Linked DNA regions of Sus scrofa: regions 1 and 2 are each linked to region 3. The links are chromatin contacts, called in public Hi-C maps. All regions are on one chromosome and are shown on one strand. Each heading gives the region's core, a stretch centred on a gene start, on an enhancer-like site or on the middle of the called end of the contact. The rest is flanking DNA. Distances are from core to core; before and after follow the strand shown.

Evidence for each region. A called contact is a pair of places that touch in the nucleus more often than the background predicts.
Region 1: a Hi-C map of liver shows a contact between it and region 3, with 6 times the contacts expected there. The contact joins two enhancer-like sites. A contact is called at or near these places in 1 of 47 Hi-C or Micro-C datasets (liver) and 1 of 2 datasets of contacts at active chromatin or transcription factors (alveolar macrophages).
Region 2: a contact with region 3 is called in a Hi-C map of liver, with 7 times the contacts expected there. The contact joins two enhancer-like sites. A contact is called at or near these places in 1 of 47 Hi-C or Micro-C datasets (liver) and 1 of 2 datasets of contacts at active chromatin or transcription factors (alveolar macrophages).

What each region holds. Positions count from the first base shown.
Region 1 is chr4:39,943,535-39,947,520 of Sscrofa11.1, forward strand. No RefSeq gene overlaps it. Among named protein-coding and RNA genes, the nearest start is that of CPQ, 90 kb to the left of the region's middle. Within about 2 kb of position 1,282, at least 3 of the 83 cell types and tissues checked have an H3K27ac peak or open chromatin away from gene starts, as enhancers often do. A contact at or near this core is called in liver, where this site is marked.
Region 2 is chr4:40,020,941-40,024,848 of Sscrofa11.1, forward strand. All of the region lies in intron 1 of SDC2 (syndecan 2), which reads right to left. Among named protein-coding and RNA genes, the nearest start is that of SDC2, 110 kb to the right of the region's middle. Within about 2 kb of position 1,406, at least 3 of the 83 cell types and tissues checked have an H3K27ac peak or open chromatin away from gene starts, as enhancers often do. A contact at or near this core is called in liver, where this site is marked.
Region 3 is chr4:39,642,611-39,646,686 of Sscrofa11.1, forward strand. CPQ (carboxypeptidase Q) reads right to left here. Exons shown (of 8, transcript NM_001243691.1): 4 at 307-418. Among named protein-coding and RNA genes, the nearest start is that of CPQ, 210 kb to the right of the region's middle. Within about 2 kb of position 2,396, at least 9 of the 83 cell types and tissues checked have an H3K27ac peak or open chromatin away from gene starts, as enhancers often do. A contact at or near this core is called in liver, where this site is marked.

The DNA.
Region 1 (3,986 bases), core at 32-2,531, 300 kb after region 3:
CACAGTTCTATTGCTCTATCATCCTTTTTATAAATTTGTTCTTCTGTCACCTCCATTTTGCTATTAAGAGCTTTCACTGAGATATTCATTTTGTTTATAGTATTTTTCATATACAAAATTTCCATTTGATTTTTCTTTATATCTTCTATTTCTCTGCTGAGGCTATTTTTTCACTTGTTTCAAGCATGTTTGTAATCGCTCATTAAAGCATTTTTATCTGGCTGCTTTAAAGTCTTTGTCAGATAATTCTAAAATCTTCAGCATCTTGGTGTTGACATCTATTGATTTTCTTTTTCATTCAGTTTGAGATCTCACTGGTTCCTCTATTATGACAAGTGATTTTCAAATGAAACACAAACATTGTTGTATTAAGTTAGAAGACTCTGGATCTTCTTTAAACCTTCTATTTTGGCTGGTTTCCTCTGATACCTCTACAGGAAGAGAAGGGGATAGGAGGTGCTGCTACCACAACACTGCCAGTGGAGGTAGCATTTCAGGTTCCCCACTTGGCACTGATACTCAGAGGGGTCTCCTTATAAATTCTGAATGACAGTGGGAGTTTCAAATACTCCACATGGTCTCCACTGACTATGTAGCGAGATGGTCTTATTACCACTGACAATTGTGAAAAGTCCTGATTCTCCAGGATATCTCCTCTGATACCTTGCAAGCAGAAAGGGGAGGGGTACATTATTGCCAAATGGGTCATAGTTTTAGCCCCTCATGTGGTCTCTACTTACTCTCCAAGTATGGTTGGGGCAAGCATGTCGAGATACCTGTAGCAGCCTTATGATGGAATAAATCTAAGCTACCCACTCAGTCTTTGTTGGCATGGGTCAAGTGGGCTACATTTTTTTTCTGTAATGTTTAACTGGAGTAGAGTGATTACTTTCTAAAGGTTTTCTATCTTGTTAGACTATGCCCTTCCCCGTCCTTTGATGAGAGAGAGCAGGCTCCTGTTGGGTTGTAAGGGTTTTGTTTTGCTGTTTTTTTTTTTTTTTTCATCTGCATGCATTGGCATTTCCAAGTTGCCAGTTTTTCAGCTCCAAGTCTGATATATGTGACAAAAAAACAAAAACAAAAAAAAACAAGGAACTCAGATCCCAATATCCCTTGCTGGTTTGCCTTCTTTCCACCTTTCCGAGCCTTCTTATGTTTGAGTAGTTAGGTAGACATTTAGGTAGATAGATAGAGTTTTAGGGGTTTTTTAGTTGTACTTAGTAGGATAAGCAGAAAAAAAGTACATCTACTCCATCTCCCAGAAGTGGAATCTCCACAGCATGTTAATTTTTAACAACACACTGTGTAAAGTTCAAAAGCAAACATGGATGTCAAAGCTACCTCCCTGCCCACTTCATTTTTCTTTCTGAATACTATCTCCTCTGTGAATACTTTCCTGAACTATCCAAGTCAGAATAAATTTGCACCTTTCTTTGTGTGCCCAAAGCATATTATTTACTTTTCTATAATGCCTTATAATCATCCAATGGTGTCACTGTTGGTCATTTAAATAAAGCCAACTGAGGATAAGGATCGTGTCAGATTCATGTTTGGATTCTCAATATCTGAATGTCTAATAGTATGCATGTATTACAATAACTAGAAAGGGTGAGGCAAATAGTGGATACTCAATGAATACTTGTTGACTGAATAAGTGAACAAATGAACCTTTATTCAACACTTGCCATATGTTCCAGAACCCATAACGGTTTGTCAATTTGGGCTAAATTGTTTCTGCATCTGTCAGTCTAAACAATCCACAATTATTTCTTCCTATGAGGAAAAGAGATGCTCACAAAGCATATCCAAAGTGCAATTATTGCAGATTAGTGCTTTCCCCCAATTTACAATTAATCAATTACCAACTATTTATTTTAAACTATATGATTAGCAATAAGCACGGTACAGAAGTAGTGAAAGTCGGGATTCCTTACCTCAGAGGTATAAAATATGTTGTGGAGACTGAAAAATAAGCAAAAATTAAAGAGTAAATAATCAGTAGTGAAAATGAAGTATAAGAAAAAAAAAGAATACAGGTGATCCAAATAATTAAAAAGGACTTTATAACAGAGGCAGAACTTCAGGCAGGGTTTAAAGAATTGTTAAGATCTAGTTGTCAGGAGAGAAAAGAGAAGGGGCATTTCAGGCTTAAGAAGAGTACAGAGAGAAGCAAATTTGGGCTAAGCATAGGGGAAGAGAGGAATTCATTCAAAAAGGGGGATAAGGCTGAAAATGAGAAAGACTGAAAATATAGCATAGAAAGAGAAATAAAGAAACCACCATCATCTGAACATTAAGTTCACAAAGATTTTCAAACAAGTACTTTCTCATTTGAGCCACAAACTGCCTTTGAGGAAATGGAGAGGAAGAACACGAAGTGACTTGAATTTAGATCTTCAGACATTCACCTCTGCACCATGTACACACCATTCTCTACATGTAATGTTCCAATAACTGGGGCGTTTATCCTGGGAAGCAGGAGGTGATTTTTTTTCCCCAGTGAGATATAACTGACAATAATAAGAAAGGTGAATTAAAAAGAAGACTAGCAAAATGACGAAAATCCTAACTAGAAAGTCAGCAGCAAATATGGGTAAGACAGGAATAAATCTAGGAGAGATTCAGAAAAGGATAGATGACTTCAGAGAGGGGAAAAGAAAGGAGTCAAGAAAAAGCTAAAGAAGTTCTTGCCATAGCTCAGCGCAAAAGAGTCCAACTAGTACCCATGAGATCCAGTTCGATCCCTTGCCTTGCTCAGTGGGTCAGGGATCCAGCGTTCCTGTGAGCTGTGGTGTAGGTCATAGACATGGCTCAGATCTGGCATTGCTGTGGCCGTGGTGCAGGCCAGCAGCTGTGGCTCTGGTTTGACCTCTAGCCTGGGAACTTCCATATGCCACAGTTGCAGCCCTAAAAAGACAAAAAAAAAAAAAAAAAGATCTAAGGTTTCTGTTTTAGGCACTGCAGAAAACATTCTACCCAGTCAAGGGGATTGGAAAACATAAATGTTGACTTTACATGTGGACACTGAGTTTCAGTAACTCTACAGGCTTGTAGAAATGCAGGATAAAGGAAAGGCACCAAGCCGGGGAACAGTGCATGTTGTAGAATGTGAGCTGTTAAAACCAAACCAAACCCCCTAACCTCTCTGAAGGCTAGAAGCCCAGAGCCACATTTAACTGCCACATGCTCAGCTCAGGGACAATGGCTCAGGCAATCTGCAGTAGACTACAGCAGCTATAGTTTTGGGCTTCCCAGTATACTTTCCACTTTCTGATTTTCTTTAGGGTTATCCTCTGTTCTAGACTGACTGTCAATCACAGTCCCATTCATTACCCCACACTCCACACCCAAACTACAAGAGGTAAGATGACCCAAACAAGGCCAATCAGAATCTTCCCTGATACTGATATATGGTATAATAGTAACTATAGCTTCTTGTCTTCTATATTCTTGGTGTTCTGACATATGGGACTTCACTGACTGGGAGGATTGCCCCGCCCCCCCACTCCCCCGAAGGGTTAGTTAATTCTGAGTGAATACTACTCACATATGCAAACCAAGCAATTTGAAGTCCATACCATTCAATCACTTTCTTTATCTAACTCTCACAGGCCAAATCAATTGTCCCCTGCCCTAATCAACACAAGGCCAGGCACCAGACAACTTGGGACAGTTCCAGTACCTGAGAGCCCAATGAAATTATTTACAGTTACCAATGCTAAACCTGCTTACCCAGTCTAACCCATTCTCTCTTGCCAAAACCACCTTTTGCCATGCTTTCCTCTCGTTCCTTTGGCCTCCTAATTGAGCCGGTGCTGCCCTTTGTCACCTTGCAGGGTATGGCATGCCCTTCCTCCTGGGAACTGTGAGAAACAAACCAAATTTTCAATGGCAATCATTTCCTAATCTGTTGGCCTCACTGTACCTGAATAATAATAAAAGAGATTTGATAGTATAGAATAATAAAATAGATTTTAAAAATATAG
Region 2 (3,908 bases), core at 156-2,655, 380 kb after region 3:
GGGAACTCCACAAACTACTATTTTGGATTTTGGAGCCTATGAACAGTTTAAAACAACCTCTTTTATTTTTCATCATTTCAGGTCTATTTGCTCTTGCTCTTCTGCAGGTGAAGGCAGGCCCTCAGTGACCTGGGTGTGCTCCCTGCCCCTCTCAGTGTGCACGGGGACTCAGTAAATATTTTCCGACTGAAATTTCCTAAAACAAATTGGCCTTTGACTCAGGCTGCAGAGGTAACGTGTTTTACAAGGCCTCCAGGACTCCTACAGTTAAGATCTTTCCATCCAAAGGGTGGGAGATCATTGGTCCCACCCGTCCCACACACACATGGCACGGCACCTACTTAAGCAACCTTGAGACTTAAAAGCAGAAACCTGTTTGCTTTTTTCTTAACACTGAATGGCTTTCATTTTCCTCTTGGCTTGGGTCAAAAAAGTTTACGGCAGCATGAGCCACACGAAGATCTTTGACGCCTATTCATAAACTGAATTTCTATTCATGAGGTGACCGGGTTGTTGGCCTGAGGCGTCTGTCACAGCAACCGGCAGACTGGGCAAAAAAATCATCTTCCTAAGGAATTCTGGCCACCTCACATGCAACCACATGCGGTGGCTAGAGGGGCAACTGACTTTTTCAGGACAATCGGCTTCTTAGGAGGAAGCTGGGGAGCCTGAATTACTCCGAGACTGGGGGTCAGGACGCCTCCAGAGAATCTGGCTCACTCTCAGCTGCTCCAGCTCTGTGGGGCTCGCTCTAGGGGCTGATGGGATGTTTCATGTGCACAAAGGCAGCTACAAGGATTTGTTCCCCCATCATCCGAGTGGTGCAAATAATAACGACATCACACTAAAAGTTACCTCCTGCTCTGACATCAGGAGGACCAAGCTTGGGAATGACCAATATCCATCCTTCCATAGAGTCCAACGTCATAAGACTAAGCAGGCTCCTTTCCACTCTGCAGCAGGTAACACGCCAAGATCATCTCCAATCTCTTTCTTTTGAAACCAAAAAACACCTTTGCAAGCGTGACAATTCCTTTGGTGAAGATGCCACCGTCGGTGCATAAAGGGTGGCTGCAGTTGACACACCTGGGGAGAGAAATGACTTCTGCACTAACATTCCTGGGGGGCCGGGGGCAAGACGTGCATCTCTCAAAAGCCAAGAACAGGGGAGACTCAGGACCACTGCTTCTACACCCAGTCAACTGTGCCTTGCCTCCCTAAGCAGAAAACCCCAACACACCCTGAACAATGGGCTTGAGGAGACACAGCCACTGGACAAAGGACCTGAGAAGAAACATGCAGAGGCAGAGCCTGGAGCGAAGAGGTGCTGCCTGATGGGGGGGTTTCCTAAGGAGGTGGCTTAATCCGGGACTGGCCATCTCTGTGAGGCAGCACCAACACTGTTGGCTAACAGGGCTCAGAGTACAAGCTGCAAGAAAAACAAAGCTGGTCTTTCAGACCTTTCTCCCTTAGCTGATGCAAGATGCGCATCCAGGAGAGCAAAGGGAAGTGGTGGAAAGCAACCCGGTACAACAAGGAGGAAAACGGACTACAGACCAGAAAGGCAGTTTCTGCTCTATGCCTCATTCAGCCATGGAAACAGTGCTAAATTGGCTCCATAAGGGAGGCCGCTCTTCCCAGAAGAGAAGGCGCCCTGCTGGGAGTTTTCTATCCCCACAATGCCTGGAAGGCAGGCAAGATACACATTTGTTTCCAACTCCACGTCTTCTTCTCCGGTCCCCAAACTGCAGCCACCTCAACACGCTGGGTCTGGACTATTACAAGGGCTAAGCCACCCTCAAGTCTTTGTCTTTGAATCTACTGTATGCTGAGGGATCACTCTTTTTTTTTCTTTCCTTTCTTTTTAAAAAAATGTTATTGGGTATAGGGAGTTCCTGTCATGGTGCAGTGGTTAATGAATCCGACTAGGAATCACAAGGTTGAGGGTTCAATCCCTGGCCTAGCTCAGTGTGTTAAGGATCTGACATTGCCGAGAGCTGGGTGTAGGTGGCAGATGCAGCTCGGATCCCTCGTTGCTGTGGCTCTGGTGTAGGCCGGCAGCTCCAGCTCTGATTCGACCCTTAGCCTAGGAATCTCCATATGCCACAGGAGCGGCCCTAGAAAAGGCAAAAAGACAAAAAAAAAAAAAAAAAAAAAAAGTCATTGGGTATAGTTGACTTACAATGTTGTATTGCTTTCAGGAATACAGCAAAGTGAACCAGACATATATATATTCATTCTCTTTTCTCATATAGGTTATTACAGAATACTGAGTAGATTCTTCTGGTCTATACAGCAGGTCCTTGCCAGTTATCCATTCTATACATAGTAGTGTGTACATTCTTAAACGTGGCTATAATTACTCCCCTGCCAAAAATCCCTTATTGGCTTTCCGTCACCTATAGGATGAAATAAAAACTCTTTAGCTTTGAAAGACATCCTTCTACCATATCGCTTCACCCGCATTTCCAGTATCAGCTGCTGCCACTTCCTCTACCCAAACCCCAGGCTCCATGACCCAAAAAAAGCCACTCAGAGACCTGGTGATACCAATTTCCTTCATACAAAATCCCTAAGAGGAAATAAAACTCCTTAAGGATAGAAAATGCAGGAAAGCAGAGTTCCCATCATGGCTCAGCAATAACCAACCTGACTAGGATCCATGAGGACGCAGGTTCGATCCCTGGCCTCACTCAGTGGGTTGAGGATCCGGCGTTGCCATGAGCTGTGGTGCAGGTCACAGATGCGGCTTGGATCCCGCATTGCTGTGGCTGTGGTGCAGGCCAGCAGCTGCAACTCCAATTAGACCCCTAGCCTGAGAACTTCCATATGCTGGAGGTGTGGCCCTTGAAAGAAAGAAAGAAAGAAAGAAAGGAAGGAAGGAAGGAAGGAAGGAAGGAAGGAAGGAAGAAAGGAAGAAAGGAAGAAAGAAAGAAAGGAAGAAAGGAAGAAAGGAAGAAAGGAAGAAAGAAAGGAAGAAAGGAAGAAAGGAAGGAAGGAAGGAAGGAAGAAAGAGAAAGAAAGAAAGAAAGAAAGAAAGAAAGAAAGAAAGAAAGAAAGAAAGAAAGAAAGAAAGAAAGAAAGAAAAGAAAGAAAGAAAGAAAAGGAAAGAAAATAGAGGGAACAGATGGTGATCTAGGCCTTACAGCTTCAGGATGATGAAAACTAGTATCCTGACAAAATGATTCAACCCAAACCTCTATGGTGTTTGCACTAAAAATAGAGAAAATTCTGATTCAGTGCCTGGAAGACCGTCAAGACCATTCATCTCAGTTTTAGTATGAAATATCACAAACCTGCCCTTTTCCTCAGCCAAAAAAAGAAAAAAAAAATGTGGGATGGCAACTGAACAAATCTACTTGTTGGATTTTTCTTGTGCAGGTAAAACTTACATTGAACAAATACCATGTTTCAAACTGCCAGGGAGGAAACCTGTTACGTAGAAATTCAAAATCTTCCTTGAAAGATACACTGTCTTATCTAACAGACAGATGTCCTCTAAATGCCTTAAATTAGGGCAACAGACAAACAGTGGTCAAGATAATTAAAGCTGAAAGCAATAGGTGTTCAAATTCACCTTACAGTGCAGACTTAGGTTGAGGAAGTCAGAAAATAGAAAACCTGACTCTTTCTGGGTATCACACACGGCCCCCTCGAGACCCAACTTCAGAAAATTGGCCTTTGGACATAAAGATAAAATATTCATGTGGCCTGATGTGACATTCTGAATCGCATCACAGAAAACAAATCCTTAGATGATGCCTCTTAGTTTCAGCATAAAGGCACGTCTAGCCCTGATTTAAACTCAAATGTCTATTAACTTTTATGGTGATTACAAAGCACCAAACTGGCTGTAACTTTAGCTTATTTTTCCAAGGGTGACTTAATAAACTATTTTATTACTAACA
Region 3 (4,076 bases), core at 1,146-3,645:
GACTTTCTTACAAAGTCTCCAGCTGATGCGGTTGCATTTGCTACAGTTTTATTTGCTTGTTCATTTTCCCTAGTGGCTGATCATCTTTGCTACTTTGGATATCCAGCAGACACTTGAATAAAATTTTCTTTCTTTAAGGGGACAAATGAGTTCTTTTCTGAGAATCAACTGACAAAAAACACACCGGCCTCAAAAGGACCTTTGAACATTCCACAGTAACTAATCTGTTGAGTATTGTGTGTGTTGAGTTAAACATGTCACCACTGCCACCCTCACACATTGGTTAACGACTTTCTAAATATTTACCAAGATCTTTAATAAGCGAGAGTGCTTCCCATGATATAAAGGCTCCACCACCATCATCCATGGCACCCTGCCCGACGTCCCAGCTGTCCAGATGTCCACTGACCAGTACGACCTAGAACAAATAATAAAAAGAGGGAAAAAAAAGCTAAGCAGAAATGACATCAAAGAAGAGGCATTCATAGGCACTCCAAATACAGAAATGAAGCTTTTATATTTTCTTTTCTATTTTTATGTCTTAAAAGATCTATATCATTAGTAGCATAAACATGGTACACAGGCATTTACATAAAGGGTATAAGATCATTGTAATAGTAATAAAATATCCCACCTTGTCCCTCTCTTTATTAATATAATTTTAGGTCCTAAAGAAAAATGGTTTATTACTGATGGATGTTTGACAACGTCATTAGAGTGCTTAAAACCTAAATGACATAAAAATGGATCTCAAAATCTTAACCATATTCTCAACTGTCTCAAATTCCAGCAGACAAATAATAAACATGTGTTAAATTGCATTCAAGTGAAAAAGTGAGAACGGTAATTAATTTTTTTTAATTATTGTGCTTTTTCAAGGAGACTAAATTTTATAGACATCTTTTAAACAAAGTAAAAACCAAGTAAAATGATGCTGGGTTAACAGGTTATCCACATTGAAAGTATGTCTCTTGATCTCTAGATAATGCAATATATAAATATCAAGTCACATAAATTGCAAATTTAAATAAAGATGTTAGAGGAAATCTTAGAACAGCTCTGTCACTGGCAATAGGCAAAGGTTTCTTAAACTGGGCACAAAAAGTGCAAGCTATAAAAGAAAAGAATAATAAATTGGACTTTTAAAATATTAGGAATACTTGTTCATCAAAAGACTCCACTGAGGAGTGAAAAGGCAACTCACAGAGGAGGAGAAAATATTTATAATATTTATATTCAGTGAAGGTCCCACAGCCAGATTATGTAAAGAACTCCTATGAAACAGTAATGAAAAGAGAGTCCAGTGATAGACAAATGGGCAAAAGACTTGAAAAGACAATTCACAAAAACAGATACACAAATCACTAGTAATCATACTAAAAGTTGCTCAGATTCATTACCATCAAGGAAATATAAATGAAACCCCATTCAGTGCATATCCATTGGAATAACGAAATGGAAAAAGACACAAAATATTGGTGAGGAGATGGAGCACCGAGAGTACTCAAACATTGAGTGTGAGTATAAATACTTACAATCACCCTGGAAATAGCTTAGCTGCTAAATCTGAACACATACACACCCCGGGACCCAGCAATTCTCCTCCCAGCTACACACCAACAGGAATGGATGTGTGCGGCTGCTTTCACCAGAAAGGATGTACCAGAACATTCAAGGACTATTCGTAATAGCATCAATCCCGCCCCTGCCCCGCCCCAAGAAAACTATTCAAATACCTGTCAGCAACAGAATAACAATGTATTGTACTGACCCCTGGAACATTACACAGCAGTGGGGATGAAGAAACATGATAAATGCATGAATCTCATGAACATAGCGAAGAATCAAAGCCAGACAGAAAATAATACATTATGTATAATTCCACTTACATAAAATATCAAAACAAGCAAAACAGGAGAATGGTCGACCATGGTAAGGAAGGGCATGATTTCTAGATAATGCAATATATAAATATCAAGTCACATAAATTACAAATTTAAATAAAGGAAGAGGGCACAGTCGAGAAGAGGGCGCTGGTCATGCTCTGCTTCTTGACCTGAGTACTGGTTATGCAGGTGCCCTTGGTTTGCAAAAGCTCATCTCATCACACACTTAGGATCTGTGCATGTTCTCTGAGAATATTACACTTCCATAAAAAGTTTTGTTTTTTTTTTAAAGTTAGATAGGTCGATGTCTACATAGGCAGTACGCAAACCAAAGCTGAGCAAGTCTTCTTGATGATTAACATGAGAATTCCCCATGACTTTGGGAAAGCAGGATTTGGGGTTAAAATATCAGGGTGCCCCCTCGCACTGCCTCCTTCCCTGAGCAGCTGCAGGATCTCGCACTGACTCTGTATGGACAAACAGACCCAGCCTACTATGACTTCACTGGAGTCACAAACAAGGACAATGCCCCAGACTAACAAATGGCCATGTAATGAACCCAAATGGATTGTTTCAAGGGGGGAAAAAAAAAGGATGAAGAAAAAACATGTTGCAATAGCAGGAAATTCTGATTCAGAAGTGGTGTAATCCCATTTGGGGATGACAAGCCAATTAGTCAACATTCTCACCACCCTCAGAACCATTTTCCCAATGAAGTTAAAGTTTCAGGGGATAAAAAGTGTGAACATCTACTTTAATCAATTTTTCCTTGAGATAACACAAGAGTAACTAAATTAAGGCAACTATTGTTTAACCTTCAGACTTCCTTCAGAATAAGTGAGGTTGTTTTACTATCATACTTTATGTTTTCTCAAATACCTCCATTCTCCAATCCAGGATTATTATTTAAACTAACAGTTAAATGATGGAGAAAATGGTTTTGAATGATAAGGAACTAAATGACACCCCGTAGGGTAAGGTTATTGGCATGGTGATATGGAAGAATGATCACAAACCATTTGAATTATGAGTTTGTTTGTGTTCCTTTTTTTTACAAAATATATTGGGGGTCACCAAGAGATAGTAGTAGTAATTCTATTATTAATTCATTTAAAAACTAGCCCATGAGAAAAAGTTTCTTCTAATTCAGTAGCATCTTTGATGAACTTGAATTTCCCTCATCATAAGAGCTTCGACCTTGAAAACAGTAGGGGCAGGAGGTCTCATTCAACATGATGTCCTGCTAGCAATGTCTTAATGCAGTCTCACCAAGGATGCCAGCGGAAAAGTCACTATGCCTTATGCCAGGGTCAGGCAGAAATGAGCATGAATTGTAACACATTTGGATCTGATTTAAGGAAACGAAACAAAAACAAGACAGGGTTCTGAGATATAGTAAATCCAGTTTTATGAAAAAGAATCACCTTATAAAAGATAGGAGAAGGCACTGGTTCTGTTGCCAGATGTGGGGCTCTTAGAGCAGTAACATGGCCTAGAACCAACAGAGAAGTGGGGCATTCACTCCTGTGCTGAGCCCTGAGGCAGACAGAGCACTGACCAATTCCCCGCTTCCCAATTTCCTTCCTACAACCACCTCCTCCAAATGCAGTGAAGAGTAAAAATTATTAAAACAGGAGTTCCTGTCATGGATCAGTGGTTAACAAATCTGACGAGCATCCGTGAGGATGCACGTTAGACCCTTGGCCTCCATCAGCGGGTTAAGGATCCGCAGTTGCTGTGAGCTGTGGTGTAGGTCATAGACACAGCTAGGATCTGGCATGGCTGTGGCTGTGGTGTAGACTGGCAGCTGTAGCTCTGACTGGACCCCTAGCCTGGGAACCTCCATATACCACAGGTGTGGTCCTAAAAAAAAAATTATAAAAAACAAGAGCAAGAGCCAAGAAGAGCCACCACCAAACACATGAGGAGGCAGAATGGGGGCTGTGAGGCTATGAAATACAAAGTCTGTTATCTGTGAGGCACACATTAGCCCCGACCACCAAGACCCACTCAAGCCTTAGGGTAGGGAGCCGGGGAGGGGCTTCTGCAGTAGGCCAGAGAGGCACTGGATGACAGCCTGTGAGGATGAAGAATGGGACTGGCACAACCAGCTGCCAGCCAGCTGTGGGTCTGAGAGCCAAGATACACTACATTAAGGGTGAACAGACAGCAGCCCCCTGGACAAGCCCC